Linked DNA regions of Gossypium hirsutum: region 2 is linked to region 1. A link is a contact called in public Hi-C data. All regions are on one chromosome and are shown on one strand. The core of a region is the stretch at or near the end of the contact, and the rest is flanking DNA. Distances in the headings are between cores, read along the strand shown.

What was found. Hi-C and Micro-C count contacts between places; a contact is called where the count stands out from the background.
Region 2: a contact with region 1 is called in a Hi-C map of leaf, with 2.5 times the contacts expected there. The contact joins the promoter of LOC107919609 here to the promoter of LOC107920748 in region 1. A contact is called at or near these places in 6 of 34 Hi-C or Micro-C datasets (callus, leaf and seedling).

Annotation. Positions count from the first base shown.
Region 1 is chrD13:9,106,231-9,112,425 of Gossypium_hirsutum_v2.1, reverse strand. It overlaps LOC107920748 ((S)-2-hydroxy-acid oxidase GLO1), which reads right to left and starts at 3,106. Exons shown (of 4, transcript XM_041110208.1): 1 at 2,874-3,106; 2 at 1,832-1,912; 3 at 1,366-1,490; 4 at 621-956. The coding sequence starts at 1,911. The coding sequence ends at 919. It overlaps LOC107920749 (a long non-coding RNA gene), which reads left to right and starts at 3,237. Exons shown (of 2, transcript XR_001690764.2): 1 at 3,237-4,061; 2 at 4,196-4,605.
Region 2 is chrD13:9,403,333-9,410,396 of Gossypium_hirsutum_v2.1, reverse strand. It overlaps LOC107919609 (putative F-box/FBD/LRR-repeat protein At4g03220), which reads right to left and starts at 1,699. Exons shown (of 2, transcript XM_041110215.1): 1 at 537-1,699. The coding sequence starts at 1,601. It overlaps LOC107920632 (xyloglucan endotransglucosylase/hydrolase protein 9), which reads right to left. Exons shown (of 4, transcript XM_016850439.2): 3 at 6,593-6,786; 4 at 5,701-6,294. The coding sequence ends at 5,874.

The DNA.
Region 1 (6,195 bases), core at 1,857-4,356:
ACCCCCTTCTAGTAAACTCCTTGAAATTTGACCTGTGCCATCCTTCAAACCTTTTGATTCTTCCGTTGGTCGTTGTCCAAATATCTCCCCCCTATCACCTTTTGAAATTGTTACTGGAAGCCTTCCCATTTCTCCCTCACCCAAAGAAATCCCTCTGTTTGTTGATAGCCTTACATCCAAATTCCTTTCCTTGTCTAAACCATGTCCGACCGCTTGAAACTTAGGGTCTGTTTGATTGCTAGTAAAATGTTTTTCGTAAAATGATTTTTGAAAAATGTTTTACTTTTTTGTAAAATAATTTACTGGTTTGACAGATTTCCTGAAAATATTTTTCGGAAAAGTTGTTTTTACATATATTAATATATATTAATAAATTTTTATATTTTAAATTATTTTTACATATATTGCAATGATTTATTTATAATAATACTCAATTATTAAGCTACAATATTAATCGTTATAAATTAAAAAAAACTAATATCAAATAAATTATTTGTAATTGTGTTAAAAAACAAGTATTGAATAATTATAAATTGCTTCGAAACCATAATGAGTACTAGAAATAATATTATCAAAATACATAATTAGTAGTACACCACATAGTAACAACATTGTCCAAGTGCATAATATTACACCACATAAAAGTATCAATATCTTGATACATGCGGTGTCTTGATTCTTTCTCTATTTATGAAGTTTATTTATGAAGTTTACTTGTACAAGAGATGTCTGAAAATGCGTAGAACTAGAAGAAAAAAAACAAAAATCAGAAACAACGTTGTTACTTCCTGTCATAATGAATCTTTTATCAGTTGAACTGGTTCTTTGATGAAACATTTTCCTTGGTTTTCTGAATCTTCAAAACCTTCTTCAAAACCACCATAGGCACGGTTCACAGTCCTCCTGTTCCTAGGTAACCTAGACCTCTTGTATTCCGCAGGTCTCAAGTGAGGAATCTGCACATTGAGCAATACCATATACATCAGGAAGATAGAATATTATGATCAAATGAGAAAATAAACATCCTAAACATCAGTTAGCAAAGTGAAACATGATAGTAATCAATGGAATTTAAGCTGATTTATTTGACTTCTATGGCATAGTCCATGAACATCATAAGTAAGAATTGATGCTATGTCTGCATACGAAAGTTAAATTTTACATTTTTTTCACTCCTTCGCATCTGGAAATCATTCGTATACAAATTTGTTCTGTTTCAGGAAATATCCAGAGTTGCAATGTAAATCATCATGCAAGTCTAAGCATACTCAGCAACCAAAGACGACTGTGCTCAATCTGATATGTGAACATTAGTTGCTCAAACAATCTCATAACAAGGGTACTAAAAAACCAGAACATTCATACCTTCAGGGTGAGCCATTTTCTGCATAGTAGTCGGAGCAATCATGATAGGCATTGAAATCTTGAATCCCAGGACAGTGGTGGTCATGTCAATCTTGCTAACATCAATAAGAATGCGGGGTCGAAACCTATCATAAAATAAATGAACCAGAATAATTAAATGAAAAGATAAAACTAAAACTACTATATAACCCACAAAGAAAAAAGATTGCCAGAAAACTTGGAAGTATGGTCAAATATGAACAATAAACACCAGAAATTAAGCAACGGGTTAAAGCAATAAAACTCCATAAGTATTAGTATTTGGAAGGAGAAGAAGTAGAATTTATTGAAGTTGTGGAGAACCCCCTAAGCCATTTCTTCATAAACAACAAAAACACAATAGATGATATGTACAAAGTAACAGATTCAAAATCAGCAAAGAACAGCAGAAAAACCAAGTATGCAAATAATTTAAGGGAAGACATACTTCTCTTTCCACTCCCAAACTCGTTTTTCTAATTCATCTCTGCCCAATTCTACCATTTTTATTCCTTCAGAAGCCAACATTCTTTCCACAACCAACTGGGAAAAGAAAAGTAAAATAGGTTCAATTATATATTCCCATTCAACAGGATACAAGATATATACTCATTCTCTACACAGAACATTATGTATAAAGAGGGCAGAATATAAATCAACAACAAAGATGAAAACATTATATTTACAAAAGATTACTAGAGATAATACAACCATAAAGATCAATCCTTTTTCCAGAAAACATTATATCGAACACACAAACGGCCACAGAAATATTACTTTGATTACAAAGCCCATTAATCAAAGTTGAAAAAATTACAACATCAGGCTCCACCTAACTTCAGCATTTTCCCCAAAATAGAAAACCCAAAATCAATTCGACCTAATTGACAAAAGTAATTAATCGAGATGCTCACAGAATAAACATCATGGGAAACACCTAATAATTCCATCTGGCTACACATAGAAACAACAATGGCATAATGTTTCATTCTAACAATGGCTGCAAATAATTTAGTGAATTCCACAATTGAAGGCTTTGGGTACTTTTCAATCATCTTATTGAACAAACTCAAAGCATGATCAACATTATCGAAGCGGTGGTCTGTTTTTCCCTTTCCTCTAACAGGCATGGACATGGGTTTCTTACTTAGGCAGTCGATGTGGGTAGCAATGGTGTTAGAAGAAGAAGAAAAAGAGTGGAAATTAGAAAGATGGCTTTCAGCATTAACAACCGAACGAAGAATAAAAGAAAAAGGAAGCTTACCCATCATTTGAAAGCAGAAATGGCAGCGGCAGTAGCAGCCAAAAAGAAATGAAAAATAAACGGAGCATAAACGCCAAAAAGAAATGAAAAATAAACGAAGTAACCGTCGAAAAATAGAATTGCAACGTACCAGCAGCGGTTTCCAGTTCTGAACCAAAATGAAGCTTTCGAGAACAGAAATTTGAAGGAATGAAGGAAGGGAGAAGAGTGGATGAAGGGAGCTTACCGGATGAAGGGAGAAGAATGGATGAAGGGAGAAGAATGCCTGAGAGCTTTAGGAAAATGTCTTACGGAGATTGAATCGGTAAGACAATTTCTCAAAAATTGTAAGGCATTTTCCCGTGTTTTGGAGTTGATTTTCCAAAAGGAAAATATTTTCTTCCAATCAAACACTGGAAAATGGGAAAAACCAATTCCGGAAAATATTTTCCCCTATCAAACAGACCCTTAATTGGGACAGAGTTAGATTCCATCAATTTTGGACCCATTTTTTATCCTTCGTCAAATGGGTTTTCCTCCGACCCAAGCGAAGGCCCATTTTTCTTAACAGGCTTTAAAGCATGTGAAATATTTTTCAGCCCATTCGCTGATGAAACAGCTTTGCATTTTTTTTTGCAAGTCCCTTCTTAAAAGCTTTACCCTTGATTTGAGGATTGAATGGCGCTTTATCCCTAGATTGCAGCTTTGTTCCCAATGTTGGCACAGTAGATCCCTGATTCCCAGTGTTTCCATAAAAGATATCAGGAGCCACCTCTCCAATCAACCCGTGATTACCGCTTAGAATGTTGAATCTCGAACCTTCGATCCCGACAACAGAGTTACTGTTAGGTTCTGTTGCCGTCGTTAATGGTTTCCGCCGTGGCTTGCGTTCCACTAACATCCATGGCCCAAACTGATCCCCTTCCTCAACATCAGGCGCTAAACTATTCTTCCCAGAGCAATCAAACGTTTCCCCTCCTTGGTTAAATACACCCTTGTCAAGATTCCCAGTCGCAGCTCCTACAGATGAAACATCTCTTACAAAATTATGACAGAAAGAATCTCTAGAGTGTCTGAATCTCCCACACTTAAAACAAACCTAGGACATGGATTCATATTCCACACGTTGTATCCTCCCATCAATCTGTAGCTTTGAAATCAATAGTTTCCCTAGATCAATGTAAACCGCAATCCTCGAAAATTGCCCCCTAGATTTGGAAGTCTTGTTACGGTCTATTTTCACAACGGGACCAATCGCGCCTCCAATGAACTTGAGTAGACTTCTCGTGTACATTCCTTCCAGCAATGCAGGCAATCTGATCCAGACCATCATATTCTTAGGAAACTCTTGATCTGTTGAGAACTCAGGAGTCCATAGCCGTACAGAGAGGTACTGCCCAAAAATTGTCCAAGGCCCCCCAGACATCACCAAAAGGTAATCATCATCATTTTGAAAGTTGACAGAGAAGTAGTCACTCTTTATATCAATTATCTGTAAAGGCTGCTTAGTTTTCCAAATTGCTTGCAATTTGTTTGACATAGTGAGATATGAAATTTTCCTCCTAGTAGTTTGACAACCACCGTTCGAGTCATTTGTTTGGCAATAAAATGATGCACTCGGTCAGAGAAAGTGATGGAAGGGATGCCATCAACAATCTCCTTTTTCGCGCCTCCCTCAAGTAATTTGATATCATCTTCATTCTATAGATTACTCTTCTCATTTGTGGGTACCCAGAAACTTGTCTTTCCAAGACTCGGATTGAGCCGTAGGAATATCCACACTCATGCCTTTATCATTGACCACAAGATCATCCGGATCCGGTGGTTCATCCGGCCTTCGGCTAACCTTTTTTGTCGATCTTCCAGCATTATTGCCTGTCGAAGCCATTTACTTTTTGCTTGATAAAGATGATTAATGGGTTCAAACATATTTATTCTAATTTTTTATTAATAAAAATATATTAAATCACTTCATAATATTATTTATTTATATTTATAGATTCTAGATTATATTTTCTTAACATTATAGATTATATATTTTAAATGAGGTTAGAATGTGCCTGAAGTTATTGTACATCTCGAAAATTAAAAATTTAGTCTCTATATTTTTATTTTATAGAATTTAGTCTTTTTTTTAGATTTTAAAATTTAAGTCCAATTGTTAATATTGTGTACAAGTTAAATACAAAATTATTTTTTTTAATTGCATGACTATCAAGTGAGTATTTTTTTATTTCAAAAATGTCACAACAATAAATTTAACAAAAAGAATTTAGCAGTGCTAACAATCTAAATTTTAAAATCTAAAAGTTAGAAAGATGAAATTTTATAAAATAAAAGTAAACAGATTAAATTCCTAAATTTCAAAAAGTACGGAGACTTTTGGCACATTTTAACCTTTAAATGATGATAAATTTAAATATATTAATTAAATTATTATATATACATACACGACAGGCATTAAAATATAAATTTCATAAATTTAATATAAAAGTTAAATATTTAAAATTGATTTTTTTTTTTTGATGTTCGGAGTCAATCTTAGTACGAGATTCGAATGCGCTCTCTCCTTTAGTGATTTTTACATAAAATTAATATAAATGTTAAATATCCATTTTATAATCTATTTAATAGTAAAAATTAGTATTTTGAAAACTTACTATTATTGTATATCTTCAACCAACATTAAACCATCGTCGAACAAAATTAAAAAAGAAAAAGTAACAGACAAGATAGACTGTAAAAAGGATTTTTTGTTTTTTGTGCAAAACAAGAAAGGTTAAGGCCGTGCCCCAAAGCGTGTGTTGCCTACTGTTTTGCTTCTTTGCAAAATGTATTGTTGCTTAGCAGCTAATGCTGAATAGTGACAAACTGGAGTTGCCTTACATCTTCTCCATCTTACTTTTGTGCGTCCAAGAATGATATTTTGCTTCTTCTTCTTTTTATCATTTTTAAGGAGCCTACAAGAAGGATTTAAAATTTAAAAGGATAAAGTGTAAGATAAGAAGCCTAGCTCGGATTTTGCTTGCAAATTTAAAACTTCAGATGAAAAAAATTGAGAGTCACTGTGGTCTTAGGCAATTTTAGCTTCGTTTGTCATATCCTTTTGATTATCATGAACAATGCAAAAAGAAAGAGTCCAGGTAGAGGGAGGTATATGATTCACACCCAAATCTCGAATTCTTAAATGAGAGGCTTGATTATAGTCATGAAGGTAAGCATTGAGGATAGATAGTTCTAGATCTTGGATCCTTCTTACTGCAACACACAGGATGGGATTAGCATTCTGGAAGGTGAGCTCATTCCTTGATTTCCAAATGATCCATAAGGTGCAAGCTACAATAGAATAGAACCTTCTTGTGTGATGAGTACTGTTAAGATCAACTCGATTAAGCAACAAGTAAAAAAAAATAGCGGAATAAATTGAGAAATTGAACACACAAATTTAACGTGAAAAAACTCATTTTAAGAGGACAAAAAATCACGGGAAAAGATAATTTTACTATAATGGCAAAAGAACGAAGAGCACAAAATATGGACATAAAAACTAAACCTCGAAAACTCGAAAA
Region 2 (7,064 bases), core at 450-2,949, 300 kb before region 1:
ATAATGTAAATGTAAATATATATACATATATATGGGTACATACTCTTCGTTCAATCTTATAATCATTGAGGATCTTGAGAATTAGAGTGTGTAATGCAGGAGAGCACTTGAAGAGATAAGCTAATCCGGGGAGATTGTGTTTGTTGAAGCCAGTTTGTAGCTCTAGGGATTTTAGTTGGTCGAATGGATGCATTAGATTTGCAATATAATTCCTGCTTGACAACACCTGCTATATTTTGTGATTTAATGTTTAAAATGATAATAAAGAAAAATAAAAAAAATTAAAATAGAAGGGCAATTGAAGGGATTTTAAGGACAAAATTTCATTATTCATGGATCCCATTAGGACTTTTAGGGACAAATATCAATATGATTAATGTGCAAGAAATCTTTTTTATTCGAGATTTTTAGTGTTTTATAATTAAATTGAATTGAATTCCAAATTTCTTAATATTATTTTCTCCACCTTGCAAGACTTTTACAAACAGCAAAGGGCAGTAAAGCAATGCATGAATTGAGAAGTAAAAAAAATGTACCTCAACGCATTGGCCTTCAAGCGTTAAGGTGTGGAGTCTGGAGAGAGCAGATAAAAGATTGGACACACTCCGAATCTTCGTCACACTGAAATCTTCATTAAGCACAAAGAAACCAATGGAAGCCTCATGAGCCGATACCAAGTTCTCCAACGAGCTGTTCTCGGTGATGGCATTATATTCCCATACCATGACTCTCAAGCTCGGTGCATTAATCTTCACCCAACTCTTATCACAATACGCATCGAAACAGCTCGCAACTTGCAATGTCTTCAATTTAGCCCCCGAGACATCCAATCCATGTAATTGGAAGCAATTTTCAAGCGTGAATTCCTCTAGTGCCAAGCAACTAACCTTAAGCTGTTTCAACCCAAAACAAGCATCGAGGTTCAATTTCTTGAGCCGAGGAAACGATGAATCCGTAAACAAATCGGAAAGTGTGGGCTGATCGTATAAAATAACGAGAGATAAAGATAAGGTGTGGAGGGATTGGAAACCACGTTTCATGACCGACGGAGGTAGTAAACGGAAACCGGGGTATCGAGATCGCAACTTGAAGACACGCAATGATTCACTGGTGAGAACACTTCGTGGGAAATTAAAGTAATCGTCGGTGGCGACTTCAACGTCTAATTCCTGCACATTTTGCCTTACGGCGAGACGGATCAAGCCATTTAGACGTGAAAAGCTCAAAGGAGCACGGAAACGAAGGATCCTTAGATCGGATTGCTTGTCGCGGAGAGCTAATACCTGGCTAATGAAGTCCAGTCGTTTAACGGAAAAAGAATGCGGACATAATAATAATCTTTTATTTTTTATACTCGGCTTCGTATTTGGAGCATTCGTTGAAGCAACACCGATTGGATTAATAGAGGTGAAGTCAAGATCAGGGAATGAAATCCACAACGATCTCCATCTTTTCGATAACACGCTGGTTTGCGCTATGGATTTGATGGGTAAATGAAAAAGAATTTGATGAAGAACAACGTCTGGGAGATCACTAATTCTATCGATTCCATTCTCGCCTTCCAACCAATACTTCTTTCGTTTTGCGGATCTGGTTTCCATGAAAATTATGATAATAATTTTGTTTCTAATCACTGAAAATCGGTCGAAATTGCAGAGGTTAGGGTTTGAATTTTTCAAAAGAGTGAAGTCACGAGGAACGAGAATAGCATTTGAGTTTGTTTTTTTATTAAAAACAAGTCAAATAAAAAATTAATTATTTAGCTACATGTTAGTGCTACCGTTTGTTTTAAACTGTATTAAGGTAATTTTTTTAGTTTTCATTCACTCCATTTATTTATATATTATTAAGTTTAATTTTTATCCTAATACACTTAATAATTAATCAAAATATGCAATTCCCTAATAAAAATACAGTTGCTATTAGTATTATTGCCAATGTAGGAGGATATGAGTTCAAGCGTGCTTAAGTTCGTTTTATCCTAAAATTACGTATTACCTTTATTTAGATGTCTAATTTCATATACTGTCTCAGTTGGTAACGGTATTGTTACTATTGCAAGAAAACATCGGTTCCAGCACACTCAAGCTCGATTTATCCCTCTTATTCATGTGTTGGGGACGAGTTAGTTTTAGATGTTGTATCAAAAAAATGTCTAATTTCATATAAAATTTTGTTTGGGAATACTTTTACTTATATTTCCGCCGACAATCGTGACAAATCCTCTCGCCGACATATTGCATTCTTAAAGGGGAATTAAGGTTCAAATCTTAAAGACAATATTGTTGAAAGGAATAATCACGAACCTTAAACATAAGCCATAAAAGGAACATGGTAAATAAAAGAAAAATACTAAGAGTGTTAATTTATTGGTCATAATTCATTGAATTCTTGTTTGAAATAAGGGTATGGATAGAAGTTGTCCAGGGATCTTAATCAAGATTGGTGTCAATTAAAAATTTAAACGTAAAACTTTTACCAATCCTATTGTCGGTAAGAATGTAACTGCCCAACTTTCAGTGATACTGGAAAATGTAGTTTCAAATTTTGATTTTTCTAAATTGAATCTGTAAATATTAAATATGATATTTACGAGGATAATATAAAAATATATTGAAGATTGGGCAAGTAATTTTATTAAATTAATTGTTAATTAAGGCTCAGGGACTAAATTGTAAAAGTTTAATCCTCATAGAGTTTTAATTGACCAAAAACTTGAGGACTTAAATAGTAATTAACAAAGGGTCAAAATTATTATTAGACTATTTTGTAGATAAGAGATAGTTGATGATGATAGCAAAACCCATTAAGATTGATTAATGTTGAATTAAGTTAATTAAATTATGTTTATGTTAATTAAGTTAATTTAATTAAGCTTTAATCCAACTATTTTAGAAGGGTCAGATAAGGATTCAAAAAAAAAAAATTAGCCCTTTAAATTTTATAAATTTATATGTTTACATATAATAAAATTATAATTTAACTTCCTAAATAGCAAAATTTCTATCTAATTATTTTAAAAGTTCTAAAAAAGGAGATCCCAATCAGCATCATCAGAGAAATATCATAATGAAACGTGATACAATCAATATTCTCTCTTTAGGAACTTTCTCTTCCTTCTCTCTGGAAATCTCTTTTCTTATTTCCTCCAAACCTTTGGGTTCAACGACCAGCCGGTCGTTCACATCGTTAACTATCATCTACAGGTTTTTACTTTGCCTATTGTTTTTCGGCATAATAACTCAAGGCCTGATCGTTCCTCCATTGCCGGCCTTAGTCTGCCAAGGAGAGGCCATGTCTTGCTTCTCCATGGGTCCGCCTGTTTTGCTTTCGGCCACCACTCTGGCATCTAGGATGTTTTATTTTCTTTTTCATCCAAATTGTGAAGCCTTGCCTAGTATGTTGCAACGCCGACATTTCTCGAGACTTTTTGTCGGTCCTGTTTCATGATGGTTAATGGAGTCATCGCACCAATGCTTTCCCTGACGCTTGTTTATGCCCAATAGCTCTAAAGGTCTATTCAACCCACCAATTGGTTTTCTATGTTGTTGGTGAATTCGACATCTTTGACTTTCCATGGCTTCACGTCGGCTTGGCCTCCTTACGGAGGCGAGCATGCTATCAAGGCCAGTTTGGCAACCTCTTGACAGTCTCCCGGTGTTTGCTTCCCCACTCATCCATGCATGGCGGCAGCGGCCCTATTAAAAATTAAGGTGTTTTGTAGGGTTGTTATGCCTTTGGGCTCGACCTTTGGTCTTGAATTGTCGTATCTTCTGAGCTTTGGGCCCATGAATGACGTACTAACCCTTTTTTATGGCATAATTCATGATTTAGCCCTTAAAAGTATACTTATTTTTCTATTTTGGTACTAAAACTTCTTTGTTCCAATTTGGTATCTAAAGTATCAATTTTCTTTGTTTTTGGTCCATTTAGCAACAGGCGTTAAAAAATTATTAGCCAACTTTGGCCAATAAAAATGTCATGTGGCAATTAGGTTTTTTTAAAAATTAAAAAATAGAAAATTATAATAGTAAATATTTAAATATTAAAAACACATTTAACTTTGACTAACCATTGATTAGTGTTAATAGGTATTGCCCAGTCGTTGACCAACCATGTGGCACTATTAGAACACACCACGTGTTTTTTTAAAAAATAATATTTTATATTATATTGATTAAAAAAAAATTCAGGTACTAAAAAGGAAAATGGATATACTTTAAGAACCAAATCGTGAATTAAGCTATTTTTTATTAATGATATTTATCATTTGAAAAAAAGAAAGAAAAATACTAATAATTTGGCAATACCAGTTCAATTTGAATGAACCAGGAATGCCGGTAAAGTCGAAAATTTACAGTTTGGAAATTCTGGAAATGTGGCCATAATTTCCTAGTGTTAAAAATGGTGGTGGCTAAAATGCAGATTGAAGGTTCATCACTGGGATGGACAGCAACCCTCACGAGATTCGATAGTGCACTGATTCTGGATCGCTGTGTTTAATTATTTTCCGTAGCTTTAGGTGGGTTGCTATGTACTTTAACATTTAGTGCCCAATTTTCAGTATCATACGAGACCATCAATAAGGGTCCCCCTATTGACTCCGCATCAATCCTATCCCATTCCCACGAATAAAGAGTTGGGCTTTTCTTTTTTACATAAAGTTTCATGCATTGAAGAGAAGTTTCTCTTAAAATAAAATCCGTGACTCTCAATCGATAATTTTAAATTACCCATCAATCATTAACAATGACCCAGATGTAGATAGCCATCATATTGTCCTATGTCCTACCTCTTTTTTCCTTCTTCGGGATCAGTGCTTTGAATTATTGAGATTAAAAAGCATAATGTAAAGGTGATTCTTGGTCAATTTAAACAAAGATGAAGTCCCTGACCCCCTATATTGAAGCTCTGTTTCTCCGACTTTAGGACCCATTACAGCAAATCTTATTCTTAACGAGTTAATCGTTCAACTTTTTGACAATTATTATCATTTTCATCATGCTTGATCATGGGGAAGGCCTACCATAATTACTCTCGGGATACATGTCCTATGTCGTGATTGTGCGCGCACGTTTGCTCGGCTTATGCCTTGCGTGATTCCCGTATGTGCAGCCTTTCATCTTTCATCCTACATCACAATTTGTATTTGATGCTTTATTTTATATATTTAGTGCACATAATAATTATCATTTTAATAAATCCCATGAGTTTAAGAGCATCAAAACTTAGACTTGCTTTGCTTATTGTCTCGTAGATCATGGAGTTAATAATTGTACAAGAAATGGTATAAAAGAATAATTTGGACGTATATGATGATCAATGAGGCTTGTTGAAATGGGTGGGTGAAAGAGTCAGTGAGAAACAGCAATTGAACTGACTTTGCTAAATGATTCCAAAAACATGTGTTACCATCGCCAACCCTACTTCATTCATTTTGTGTTCTAATTTTCTCCATTTATCCCTTCCAAAAGAACTGATTCAACGCCGGCTTTTAGCCCTTTCTTTTGTCTCTAGTTTCTGTGTAGGATTGACAACTCCGATACCATCAACCCACATATTTTACTATGCTCTGGGGTCCATAACGCCAGACTTCATCAACATCCGCTTCTTGGTCCCGCGTGACATCCCGTGAGTATTGTACACTTATATAAAAAGTCAGAATGCATGTCCCATTGGAGCAACTAATGTCTGAACAAGTTTACGCAACACAAAACAAGAGCTTTATATACCAATTATATCATACAAAGTGGAAACAAAGCCAGAACCAAAACATGCGAGTACATGTTATATATGACTACAATTCATCATCATCATCAACCCCCCAACATATTTTACAATGTACCCCAACAAACCCTCGTAGGCCGCCACCACTAGTGGTGGTGATGCTCACACTCCACAGGCATGACAGGGAACCTAGCAATGTCGGTACAATAGTCATACACCAAGTGGTTGGCCCTCACCCACACCAGCTGGTGGCTCTGGTGCACGCTTAGCTCCGACATTGTCGGTTCATCCCACCAGAACCTCTTCTCGCCGCTGCTCCTACATTTATCGGCAATTTCATTGGCGGCTACCGAAACCGGGCACTCGCACGCGTCGATTTCAAACCCTTTGTAGGAGGCAATGAATGGTGCATGGCTCCAATCGGTCTTCACTAGGCCACCCTGTGTGGCCCAGTCATCGGCATTCCATATTGAACTATATACGCCCATGGCTTGGTCTTTGGGAAAAGGAATCCCTTTGTGTTCCATGTTGGTGTGCACTCTTATTGGGGTCTCATCCACTAAAAATCTGATATTTAAAAAAAGAAACCAAAAAAAAACAAATATATACGTCAAAATAATTCCCAGCACCAAGAATGTAAAAATCCAAAACGCACAAAAATCAATATATACCCACCAACATTTTAATTTCATGTCTTAGAACATAAAATAATCATTGAATGCCCTTTTCTAAAAAGAATGTAGACTTTTGACACTAATTACAACTCTTCATAAATCCTACACTTGTTAAGTGTTTCTCTTTAACTTTTAACTTGTAAAAATAAGCACCCACATGTATTTAAGTATGCCATTGTAACAATACTCACACAACTTGGCGCTGGTTCCAGAGGATGGAATAAGAGTGAAAGTCTTTGGTAGGGTCAAACCAAAGGTTCATCCTTTGCTCTCTGTTGCCTACACCATTGACGTACACATTGGTCTGAACGAGGTAAGGTTCACCTGTGGTATTGCCTAGAAACTCGAAATCGAACTCGTTGTGATTTGGACCGTCCGATGACATCTATGTCCCCAAAAAACATCATCAAACCAAATAACACATCATTATCACAGCACCTAAAATTGGGTAAAAGGTAAATTAATGATGGGATGATCAATGACACTAATTTCAATCAAATGACGGGAGGAAAACAAAGCTCCTTTACCAAAATCGTGATTGATAGACATTAAAGAGAAAAAGAAGACCAAAAAATTGTTCATTGCAAGGGCTCCCCTGTCATGATTCCATAAAGTACACAGCTGAGCTGTTGTCCACCATTTGTACAAGCTCGGAACATTTTT